4 separate regions of the Mus musculus genome follow, and all the other regions are linked to region 3. Evidence: chromatin contacts called from public HiChIP or PLAC-seq and promoter capture Hi-C data. All regions are on one chromosome and are shown on one strand. The core of a region is the stretch at or near the end of the contact, and the rest is flanking DNA. Distances in the headings are between cores, read along the strand shown.

What was found. Promoter capture Hi-C pulls out the DNA fragments that hold promoters and counts their contacts. HiChIP or PLAC-seq counts read pairs in DNA pulled down with a chosen protein or histone mark.
Region 1: an H3K4me3 HiChIP or PLAC-seq map of forebrain shows a contact between it and region 3, with 6 times the contacts expected there. The contact joins the enhancer-like site here to the promoter of Pcsk2os1 in region 3. A contact is called at or near these places in 4 of 39 promoter capture datasets (cranial neural crest, embryonic stem cells and hippocampal neurons), 8 of 484 Hi-C or Micro-C datasets (cerebellum, cerebral cortex, cortical neurons and 4 more), 14 of 115 datasets of contacts at active chromatin or transcription factors (VIP interneurons, embryonic basal ganglia, embryonic forebrain and 7 more) and 3 of 9 other capture datasets (embryonic stem cells, liver and pancreatic islet).
Region 2: a contact with region 3 is called in an H3K4me3 HiChIP or PLAC-seq map of embryonic forebrain, with 4 times the contacts expected there. The contact joins the enhancer-like site here to the promoter of Pcsk2os1 in region 3. A contact is called at or near these places in 7 of 39 promoter capture datasets (the 3T3-L1 cell line, cranial neural crest, embryonic stem cells and 4 more), 3 of 484 Hi-C or Micro-C datasets (cerebral cortex and nephron progenitors), 10 of 115 datasets of contacts at active chromatin or transcription factors (astrocytes, craniofacial prominence, embryonic forebrain and 5 more) and 4 of 9 other capture datasets (adipose tissue, embryonic stem cells, liver and 1 more).
Region 4: a promoter capture Hi-C map of embryonic stem cells shows a contact between it and region 3, with 2.6 times the contacts expected there. The contact joins the promoter of Snrpb2 here to the promoter of Pcsk2os1 in region 3. A contact is called at or near these places in 3 of 39 promoter capture datasets (the 3T3-L1 cell line, embryonic stem cells and stem cell-derived epiblast-like cells), 1 of 484 Hi-C or Micro-C datasets (embryonic stem cells) and 1 of 115 datasets of contacts at active chromatin or transcription factors (astrocytes).

Annotation. Positions count from the first base shown.
Region 1 is chr2:143,130,078-143,132,777 of GRCm38.p6, forward strand. It overlaps the pseudogene Gm14083. Among named protein-coding and RNA genes, the nearest start is that of Otor, 53 kb to the left of the region's middle. Within about 2 kb of position 1,369, at least 6 of the 459 cell types and tissues checked have an H3K27ac peak or open chromatin away from gene starts, as enhancers often do. A contact at or near this core is called in cortical neurons and forebrain, where this site is marked.
Region 2 is chr2:143,191,781-143,194,482 of GRCm38.p6, forward strand. No RefSeq gene overlaps it. Among named protein-coding and RNA genes, the nearest start is that of Otor, 110 kb to the left of the region's middle. Within about 2 kb of position 1,316, at least 11 of the 459 cell types and tissues checked have an H3K27ac peak or open chromatin away from gene starts, as enhancers often do. A contact at or near this core is called in embryonic forebrain, where this site is marked.
Region 3 is chr2:143,546,546-143,549,245 of GRCm38.p6, forward strand. Pcsk2os1 (proprotein convertase subtilisin/kexin type 2, opposite strand 1) reads right to left here and starts at 1,292. Exons shown (of 3, transcript NR_040354.1): 1 at 1-1,292. It overlaps Pcsk2 (proprotein convertase subtilisin/kexin type 2), which reads left to right. Exons shown (of 12, transcript NM_008792.4): 1 at 1-119.
Region 4 is chr2:143,061,635-143,064,334 of GRCm38.p6, forward strand. It overlaps Snrpb2 (U2 small nuclear ribonucleoprotein B), which reads left to right and starts at 1,435. Exons shown (of 7, transcript NM_021335.3): 1 at 1,435-1,464.

The DNA of each region.
Region 1 (2,700 bases), core at 119-2,618, 420 kb before region 3:
CTTCTCCTTGGTCTATAACAAGAGTCATAACAAGAATGTCCCTTACTCAATAGCAAGCACACGCTGCCAAGCATCAAGACCGCTTGCTTCACTGTAAACCCTTGTTTGTAATTCCCAGCACAGATTCAGACTATGTGGCCCTTCTACTCTTCCCCAGAGCCTCAGCAGTTACATCTGTGGCCACAGGATTCTCACAGAACGTACAGAGTTCACATTCACGGTTCACATCAATGAGTTTCTGACAGCCTGAGACCGGGAGTGAATAGCTTGCTCTTGACACAGTCAACAGCCTAAGAGGTTACATGGAAAAAAAAACTTCTCTCTTTACTCATCTGGTTTTCTAGCATTCGTGTAATAAGGATAATAATGTGAAAAGGGGAAAAGAACATGTCCTCAGTCAATGCTGTTCAAAGGCCCAGCAGATCATAAAAGGAAATGAAGTTCCTATCATCAGAGGTTAAGTGTTGATTGGCAGGCATTCCCCAGCTGAGAACCATAATCTGTTTCACTGTCAGAGAGATGGCTCCCACTTCCCAGCTTGGTTCTAACAGTTCTGTAACTTGGAACTCTTCCTAAGCAAACTATTTTCCAAACTTGATTATGAATACTAAGTCAGAGCTCCTGGTCACATAGAGTGAAGAAAGTATTAAAAGATCTTCCACCAATTTAAAATCTAAAATATTTGTAATATGGAGGGGTCTCTGCCCCTGCCACCATGTGAACAACATGAAAAGCATTCTGAGGTTAGACCAGTTGGGTAATAACCGTCAGTCTACCACAACCCCCACCCCCTCACCATCTCCATCATTCTAAGGACGAGTCACCACAGTAGCCCCTTCATGGCAGTGGCCTTTTCTAGAAAGGCAACCTCCTTTTTCTAGAATGCAAATAAAATGCCAAACAAAGAATTACTTTGGAGCAGCCAGTTCTTCTTTTAGATATGAAGAAACCTGAAGTAGTAATGGCTTCCTTACTCAAGCAGATTTAAAATGGAAAATGACCCCTCTATGGTGCCTGTCTGTGGGGGCAACAGAAGAGCTGGGCATGACTTCACTCAGTGGTAGAGATGAGTCTCTCACCTTGCAATAGAAATTAAAAAACGAGAGCCAGTCTGTAGACTATGCAAGAAAAGCATCAGCCGCAGGCAGGACCCGACAATACTAAGACCACAGCTTCCTGGATTGCCCTAACCTTGTACTGTGGAAACAGCAGTTCCAACAGCCCCATCCTTGCAGAAGAGATACAAAACACCAGGCAGATTTCCTTCTGTCCTGTTTCTTTTAGATGATTTGCTAGGCTGGAAGGCCATTAGCAGCTGCTGGCTTTGAATTTACTGTTCTGCTAGTCTGAGAAACATATCAGAAAATAATGAGGAGGCTGGCAATCTGCCATGCAGGATGCAGCCAGCCAGAAGGGTGCCTCTCAGGGACCGTGTGTGCTCTGGGAAAATTTCATAGAAAATGCAATCAAGTTCAACAAATACATATTTTTTAAAAATTTTATTTGTTTGCCTATTTCGGTCCTTTTGTTGGTGCTGTTCTGTGAGGATTTTTGGCACTGTAGTTTCCTTAGCTAGTTTTTGTTTCCATTAAGCAAGGAAGGAGCAGAGTAAAGTTTTGCTAAATAAGGAGAGGATGCTTTGCCAGCATCGGTGTCTAGCTTCCCAGCAAATCCTTCCTTCAACTACACAAGGCATGCAATTTCTAAGTCTCCAACTCCAAATGCCCTTGGCTAACTCCAATCACAGCTCCAAGCCCTGGAGATAGCTGTGAGCACCTGTGGTTTTGGTTAGCTTTTCTTCAGGTATATGAATAATGTAGACAGTATCGAAACACAAAAGAACTAAGGAAGAATCTATCCATCTATCTATCTATCTATCTATCTATCTATCTATCTATCTACCAAGTACCTATTATTTTCACATTGCTTTGCTTCTGCTGTGTAGTCCTAATGTGCACTGTATATGGAGAATGTGTGTTTAATGGAAGCAAAACTCATCTGCCTGCCTGTCTTACACCCTATCTCTTCAGCTAGCCTTGTGTTACAGCCTCCTTTCCATAGATGATGGTGATGTGCATTAATCAGCAACACAACATCATAGGATGCATTGTGCATAATTTTTATGAAATTTGGGTCATTTTGTAGTCATACTATTATAGATAATGATAAATAAATATACTCTACATTTTAATAATTTCCCAAAGTATTAGTAGATCCCTTAGTGGGTTATTGAAGATACCACTAGCCTGCTAGTTGTGTTTAGGGTCCTTTATTTGTGATCACAATGCCATCACCCTGTTGTGTCTAAAACACATACTTTCTGTTAACTAGATTGCAGAGAAATCAGAATAGAAGCACTGGTCCCTAAGTGCCTTTCTTGCCTGTCTAGACATAAAGTCTATTTAAAAAACAAACAAACAAAAAACAGCTTAAAAATCCAAGAAAGGTCTCAACTAACATTTAAGTGAGAATGTTTGAGATCATTGAATTTCCTGATATTTGCTACTAATATTATTAGATTATAGAAGTTGCATGTTAAGATGTTTTATGAAACATTTTATGTCGTGTATCTTGGTACTTATTTTAAAAATATTGATCTTTATTAATTCTGTTTTCCTGTTTGTTTCCTACAATGTGTGTGAGGTATTTGTATCATTGTGTCATGACAGGCCACAGACTCTCTGTCATAAGGATCCCATC
Region 2 (2,702 bases), core at 66-2,565, 350 kb before region 3:
CTGTTGTCATGCAAAACCAAGGTGAGTGAATAGGTAGGTCTATATATGTAATAAATCTGAAAAGCAATGTGTAGAAAAAACATAAAGAACAGTTATACTAGCATAAATATTATCTAAGAGAACAAATTTAAAACACAGACAGCTTTTTATGTTGTATATGAAAATGCAGGAGTATGTACCTATAAATATATATTACTAAGAAAAATATGATATCCTGTTTATGTCTACACAAATATATGTAAGCATGTGTAAATAAATATGATACACTGTGCACAGTTATCAATACAGATACTTGTACCTTTATTTGTGCATGTTACATGTATATGTATGTGAGAAAGCACACAACCAGGTGCATGAAAGTACTAGTTCCCTGACAATAGTTATATCTAGTAAATGATAGTGATGCGTGTGTGTGTGTGTGTGTGTGTGTGTGTGTGTGTGTGTGTGTGTGTGTGTGTGTATGATGCATGTGTGTTCACAGAGCAGAGTCTGCTTGCTTGAAATATTTCACAACTAAAACCTTAGAAAATGTATTATAAAAGCTTCCATCTGAACACTAGAAGGCTGTCTTCTTCATTTGTATTCCACTTGACTATTCAAATTTCCCTTTTAATATGCAAGAGAAGTTATGGTTTGAGACCCATCTGAATGTGAATCATTAATGAGGATGCTTGTGCTGGGATATTTCCAAACTGGGCTGTCAGGCTGGAGAGTCACTGCAGGGAGAGAGGAAGGCCGGGGCCTTCAGCTTGGTGTTATGAATTTGTTATGAATTTACATTGGACATTCTTCCATGACCTGGCGAAAACGAGACCTGGAAGAAGACACCACAGACAGGTGGCTTAATCCCACTCAGGTTATTTCTTTAGCTATGAAACAGGAATAATAAATCTTACTTCAATAGGTTTCTGTGTGAAATAAATAAGCACAAAGCACAGCCCTTGGCAAGCATATCAAAGACCCAGTGCTATGACACTCAATTCATATTTAAAGCATCCTTGTCACAGACATCAGAGAGGAGAGAAATATCAATCGTTTGCCTGCAGGAATCAGAGCAGCCAATGAAATCTCTTTCTCTGTCTACTGGAGCCAGTAGGTACACTTAAAAAAACAAAACATAAAAGATCAAGCAGCGTCTCTCTGGCTGCTTCTGAAAGCCAATTCCTGCTTTCTATGCAGAGGTTTGTTTTAGCTTCATGCATGTAGTGTGGGGGAGGAGGAAGAGGAAACTTGTCCCTTCTGAGAGGAGTGGAGACAAAGGCAAGTCTGGGATCAGGCTAGATAGGGAGAGGGGCAACCAGCTCAGCAACGGTTTGAGAGAAAAGGCTGAAGGTGAAGGAGGGAGGAACCGCAGGAGGGACGTGTAATTTGTGAGCCACCCACAAAGGGGCAAGTAGACAAAAAGGAAGGCTGGCCTGGGCCATCCGATGTCAAGGATAATGACGCTGGATAACAAAGCATGGCGAACATGAAGGGGACTTTGTGTGGCAGCTTCGTCCTGGGAAGACCAAATCTCTTAATTTAGCTGAGGACTTCAAAATGGACTGCACAGAAGGTGTTCCTCTGTCAGCAGTAAAGTGATAGAGGCAGGGGCATAGCTTTACTATGTCCTCTACAGTAGCCTGAGGAGGCCATCTAATCTGTTAGCAATCTTACCTCAGGCCAAGCCAAGATTCATGGCTTCCACTCAGAAAAGAATTTCAGAGTAGCAAGTATGAAGGAGGGTTGGAGTTTAATAAAGATAGTATGGATTCGAAGAGAGTTAAGAAAGAAGAAGAGTAAGGAAGAAAGTGAGGTGCACCAGAGGGTGTGTATGGTCTTTAGTTGCCTTTGCAAGAGTCAAATATACCATTTCTATGATTTAAAAGCTACTGTGTTCCTATGGGTTGCTAAGAACCTAAACAGGATCATAAGGTGGTTCTTGGGGTTACCAGACAGGATTATATATAGCACATAATATCTCTGGGATGTTGGAAGGTGGGATGTCTTCATTGTAAGCAATATAAATAGTCTGAGAATTCCAGGATATGTGTAGGTAAATAAAAGACCTACTTGAGGCCATATATAGTTAGCCCATGATTCTGGTTCATATATTGTCTTAACAAAATATATATATGAAAAGAATATCATTTCTATGTTAGCAACCTTCACAGAAAATGTCATGAATTGTATTAGAATTCCTATTATTCATTTGGTGAGAGTGTTCAATCAGATAACAGTGAGGGGCTCCTTTCCCTTTTCATGTCCCACAATCCCTTCTGATTTTCTATCCTACCTCACTTCTGTGGAAGGAATAAACCCAGCTATTTCTCAGTTATCAATGAATGCCTCAGAAGGAACTTCACTTGGGAACACCATGCCCCCTACCACAGAGAAGATCAGTTCCCTAGTGGTGGCCAGTGATGTTGATGACTGGTTCCCATGTCTGTACTACTGTCCACTAGGACTTGGAATGCTAAAAATATTATAGGATTTTATGGTGACTTTTAGGCAAATTGTTTATCTTTTAGGAGACATTTTTGTGCCTGGTGCTATGTGCCTATAGTTCTGCAACTTGAGAAATGAAAACAGAAGGAACTTGTGTTCAGTGTTCGCATGAGCTGAATAGTGAAACCTTGCCTAAATAAATGAATAATATTTTTATTACTGATACATTTGGTCACAAATGGATGACCAAGACCCAGATTATAGATGCAAATTTA
Region 3 (2,700 bases), core at 42-2,541:
TGGTTTTTGCGTCTGCCGAGAGACCCGTCTTCACGAATCATTTTCTTGTGGAGTTGCATAAAGACGGAGAGGAAGAGGCTCGCCAAGTTGCAGCAGAACACGGCTTTGGAGTCCGAAAGGTAAGATTTTTTTTCCATACATTTCACATGTTGTTTCCAGAGGAGGGACAGCCTTGCGCAATCTCGTTGCAGATTTGCAAGTTTTCTGTCTTTTTATGCTATGCAGCTATTCTGCCATCGGTTCTCAAACACGACATTGCCTCCGGTGATCTTTCATGGGTTATGTAATTAAAATGTCCTTCATCTGTATTAGAAAGGTCAGAGAAATAATTTGTTGGTGTTTGACTTGGTGGGGGCAAAATAAGACCGCACCTTACAAAGGATGCTGTGCGCCCCGGCTGCTGTCCGAGGTACCAAGTTCTCCAGGCTGCCTAGGGACAGAGGGATAGAGTCCAGAGCAGCTGGGCTTACGTCGACTGCTTTGCCAGGGAAGTCTCCCAGCCCCCCACGCCCCGGAGAAAGAATAGTTTCCCACCGACATGGCTCAAAGATCGAGCGTTGCAGTTCACCTCAGTTTTCCGACCCACGCCTAAGGACTTCCCTCCCAGCGACTTTCAGTCCCTGCTTTTTTCCCCAGTGGACAAGAGCTTTCTGACTTGGAAACAAGGACGGAGTTCTCTGTCCAAAACGAGTGCTGAACTTGTGCGCTTTGGCTCCTGCCCACGACCTCCCACTCCAGAAGCGCACTCCTGTTTGGAGAGTTCTTAATTTGCTTCTTTAGGACACCTCGCTGCCAAGAGAGATGGATTCTGAGGGGGATTCCCCCCGGAAAAGTCGAGGTGTCCTCTCCTGATGTGTGGGCAGCCAGCGCGGTTTTCCCCAGAGAGCACGGGGATCCCCATTCCAAGAAGTTGTCCAAGTTGAACTGTTTGGATAAGATTTCGAGCTTTGGGTGCCTCTGGCAACCTCTGGATAAGTTAGGGTACTCGTCCTGCGGGGAACAGAGGAGAATAATTCATTTGGCGGGGAGCATGCCTGACCTGCTCTTCCTGCGAAATATCTGTATCCCAGATCTGGAGTGTCCTTAGGGGACCTGGCACCGCTAGGGGAGAGTGAGGATGCAAGGAGAAGCCAGTCTGAGGGGAATGGAAGGTCAAAGGATGCAGCTTGGTACCCGTGGGCTGTCCCCTCCCTCCTGATCCCACAAGAAAAGAGGCTTGAGAGAGCATTGGGTTCCCTCCCTAGAAGGGCAACACAGGCTGGTCTCCTCTGTCAGAACTTCCTATGTCTCTTGCCGAGTTCCCAGCTACTAGGATGACTCCTTCAGGAGCGCAGGGCTCTCCCGCCTACACTCACCAGCGGCGCGGCGGGCGCGTATTCTACCTCAGCTGTGTTTGGCAGCGAGTTTCACAGAGGTCCTGGAAGAAGCGCAGGTCTGCGGGTGGCGCGCGGGCGGGTCTCACACACCTAGAACTAGTTGCTCCCGAGAAGAGAAGTGTGGGTGGAGCAGGGGAAACCAGGTTCCTGTTGATAGAACAGTCTCCTGGCCTCCTGGCCCACGGAGACTTCTTTCAAACGACATTCAACCCTGAAACAAGCTGATACCCCACCTAACCCCGCTCCGCCCTCCTCCCCCCATTGGCAAAATCCAGCGTCCTAGCGGCATTGGCAATGAGTGATTATAGTTAGCTGATATCTGACTGTGAGATCTTGCATACTTTCCCTTTTGAAAAAAAAAAGATTTATCTCATCGTGTGGGGGGGTGGTGGGGGGGGTGTAGGTTGGAACTGGGATTACCGAAGGTTGTGAACTGCTCCGTGTGAGCACCTGTATGCACCCTTAACCCATGAGTTCTCTTTCCAGCCTGCTTAGATGCATTCGTATTTAATATCAACAGCTGCAAGAATGCTTCTGTTATTAGAAAACCCTTGCTAGGTGTTGACAGGGCTTTATGGCTGGGCTACCCTACGAAGGGAAGAGGCAGCAAGATCTTTAATTCTTCTATACCTGTGTAACCCTACCTGTGGGTACCTTCTGTGTCAGCCCTTTCTGACAAGGAAGGAAACCCATCTGCTGCAATGGTTTTCCATCTCCTTTTTCTTTCCCCCTGGAAAACACATTCTTGAGATCTGATGCTAAAAACCTAATGAAAGGTAGGTGTAACTGAGCCTGATAATGGCTAACCCTGTCAATTTTTCAATATATTTTTTTTTCCTAATGGGAATGAATAACTCAGTGAGTGCTTAACGGTTGTGATGGTGAGATTGAAGCCAGGAAATATAAAGGTAATCTTATGGTTTATCAGCAATTTGGTTCGACTTTGAACAGAAAGACACATATACTTTGGGGTTAACTATTTCTCCTCATTCCATTCTTTCTTGGAGAGGAGGTCACTGACTGATTTTGTATTGCAATATCAAGCTGCAATCCTCAGCTATGAAGAACAGGCTTTCGATTTGGTGTCTCCTTTTTCCTCTCCTTGTCCTCTCAGATAGTACCTCCTAACCAAATCCTAGTCTTTTGCCCTGATACGTATTCAAAGGCTAACCCATGTATGACAAGGTACTTGTGCCTGAAGAAGCTTTGTGGTGCAATGCCCAGAGAGCATTGAGCCCTCCAATGAGCCTTTTTTTTTCCTTCTTTGAAGGATCACATGCTGTTGATCCTTCAAGACCTGGACCTAAATCTTGCCTGATGCTAC
Region 4 (2,700 bases), core at 185-2,684, 480 kb before region 3:
TTTCTGAGTTCGAGGCCAGCCTGGTCTACAAAGTGAGTTCCAGGACAGCCAGGACTATACAGACAAGAAGAAAAAAAAAAAGCTTGCAGGGATTACTCATGGATATAAAAATGTGTTCATTCTTTATAAGTGAACCTGGAAAAGAGCATAGAAGCCACTGACACTGAGTTGTCATCGGACAATTTCTTCTTTGCTGTGCAAAAGGTATAGTAGCTGAGACTCAAGCTTTGATAGAATAGGTATGGCATTTCTTTAAATCTCTTTATTTTTTTCCCAAGTGGAGTGTCCTTGCATGTTTATCAATTTGCTTTTTGAAAATAGCTACGAACTCTCTCTCGGCCAGATGAATGTATATAACACAGGCAGGTTATAGCTTATTCCAATGCTCTCATTACCACCAAGCACAGTTAATCAACTGCTCAGACCTTCTGTTGCTTAGAAAGTGTTTCGTATTTACTTGATGCCCTTTTGCTAAGAACATACTCGATATTGTTTTTATAAAAGCCAAACTGGTTTCCATATCTATGTAATTAAAGAACACTTTTTCTGTGGTTGTTTAACATTATTTCCTACATTTACAGGATTTTCACTGGATATCACACTTGTTTTATTATGACCTAATTTTCACGGAACTTCATTCAATCGTCTGAATCATATTTATCGAGTATAAGCCATTCTCCTAATCACTTCAGTGAAAAAAGCATATAAAATTACTACTCTCAAAACACTATTTCCATCCTGCAACTTCATGTGACTTTCAAAAATTAGAAACCTCAGGCTGGTAAAATCAACCAATTTGGTCCTTACCCCAATTTTTAGCCTAGAAAAATCCAAGCATTTTGTGAGGAAAGGAGAGGGTGGGGGAGTGGGCGGGAGTTAACTGTGTCTAAGTGAGTTTAGGCTCTTTAGTTTGCTCGCTCCTGAAGCCTGGTGAGAGTACCATCAACGACTAAAATTCTCTTTGTTCAGGGGTCGAAGACTGGGCTGCATCTAAGACGTAATCTATAGAGTGCTGGCTGGTGTGTTCTTTCAGACTCCTGGAGATTGACAACTAGAGATTGACAATGGTGTTAAGTCAAGTTGACCAGGACCCATAGAAAGGCTTGACTAACTTGTGGCTGGAGACAGGCTCCTGTAAAATTGTATCACATCCTATAGTTGGGAAGCTTCAAAGTCGCAGTAAGGGAAACGACCCCCTACCCTTCCCTCCTCTGCCTCCACAGCTTGGCCCCCGGGTCCTAATTTGATCCCTTCCAGTTCTCCCCCTTTCCACAAACTTCCTAGCCCACAGGAATGCGCGTGCGCAGAAAGATTCCGCCTTGGCCGGCCGGGGCGAGGAGGGCTCGATTGAATCGGTGCTCGACTCTTCGACTTCTCTGAGTTCGATTGAGGAGTTTGGCCGCCCTCTTCCGGCGCGGGGAAGCTCTTCCGGTATTAGTTTCAAGCGGACCGCGCCGGCTTCAGGTGAGTCTCTCGGGTTCTTTTTCGCTGTGGCTGGTCTCAGGGTTTGGCGGGATCCGCCCCGTCCGCGGTAACTGAGCCGGCGAGGGCGAAGGTGTCGTCGGTTGCGTGGTCCTCGGTCCGCGGACGTATAGGAGGAAGGGACGGCGACCCCAGGGCTGGCGGAATGAGGCCCGGCGTCACAGCCTGTTCTCTGCAGGATGGTTGGGTTTTTAATGTCAGAGGACCCTGGTGTTGGGTGGATTGGCCGGTGTGTAAAGAGGCTCAAGCGGACACATAGGAATTAGCCCAGGGGGAGAGAATGGCCCGTGACTTGCTTGGAGGAGCAGGGTGTGCAGTTCACTGTGCACTCTCGGCCTCTTCTCCCCGGCAGCCTTTGGGTTTCTGGTGCCCTTGCACTATTTCAGCCCAAAGGAGCTAATGCCAGAGCCTGTGCTCTTGTCCCTCTCTTGAGTCCCAGCCCTTCTCCAGGTTCCCATGTAGAGAGGCAAGCCTGTGAGAAACGTTACCTATTATCCGTTGCCTACATAGTACAGGCCCTTCCTATAAGTTGTTCAGAGCAGCTTGTTGTGTGACGTTAAGACACTTGTGTCCTTTAACGAGTGATAGCTATCGATAATAAATAGTAACTGTAGATGCTAACTGGTGCAGACTGATACATATCTGTCTCATAATTTTATAGGCTCCATTTTATAGGTGCTGTTAGTAGCCATAATTTGTAGCTGGGGACTTGAGACATTAAGGAACTTGCCCCCCATCGAAGTAGGTTGTAAAATCGTAAACAGAACTTAAATCCGTATCTTATTGATACAAGAATCTGAGCTCTGAACTGTCAACCTTGACCACTCTTGAGACTCACATAGTGGGAAAGAGACAGAAGTGAAAGCCCCTGAGAGGTCGTTCTCTGACCTCAACATACACGATGGCACAGGTAAACAAACACACACACACACACTAATCGTTTAAATCAATACATTCATGAGTGCATCTATGAACTGTCTTAATTTGTATTGTTCTATTACAATGACTTTTTAAAACTAGGTGCGTGTTTACTGATCTTTCACAAAATGTTCAAATCATTTTACTGAAAAACCATTTTCTGGTGAATATGATCAAAACACATGACATTCTCAAAGAATTAATAAATATACTTTCGAAAGTTATGTCATTATGTAGATGAAAGGACAGTATCATTTAAGTGGGGATAAAAGAAGTATATAACCTTGAATAATATGTTTT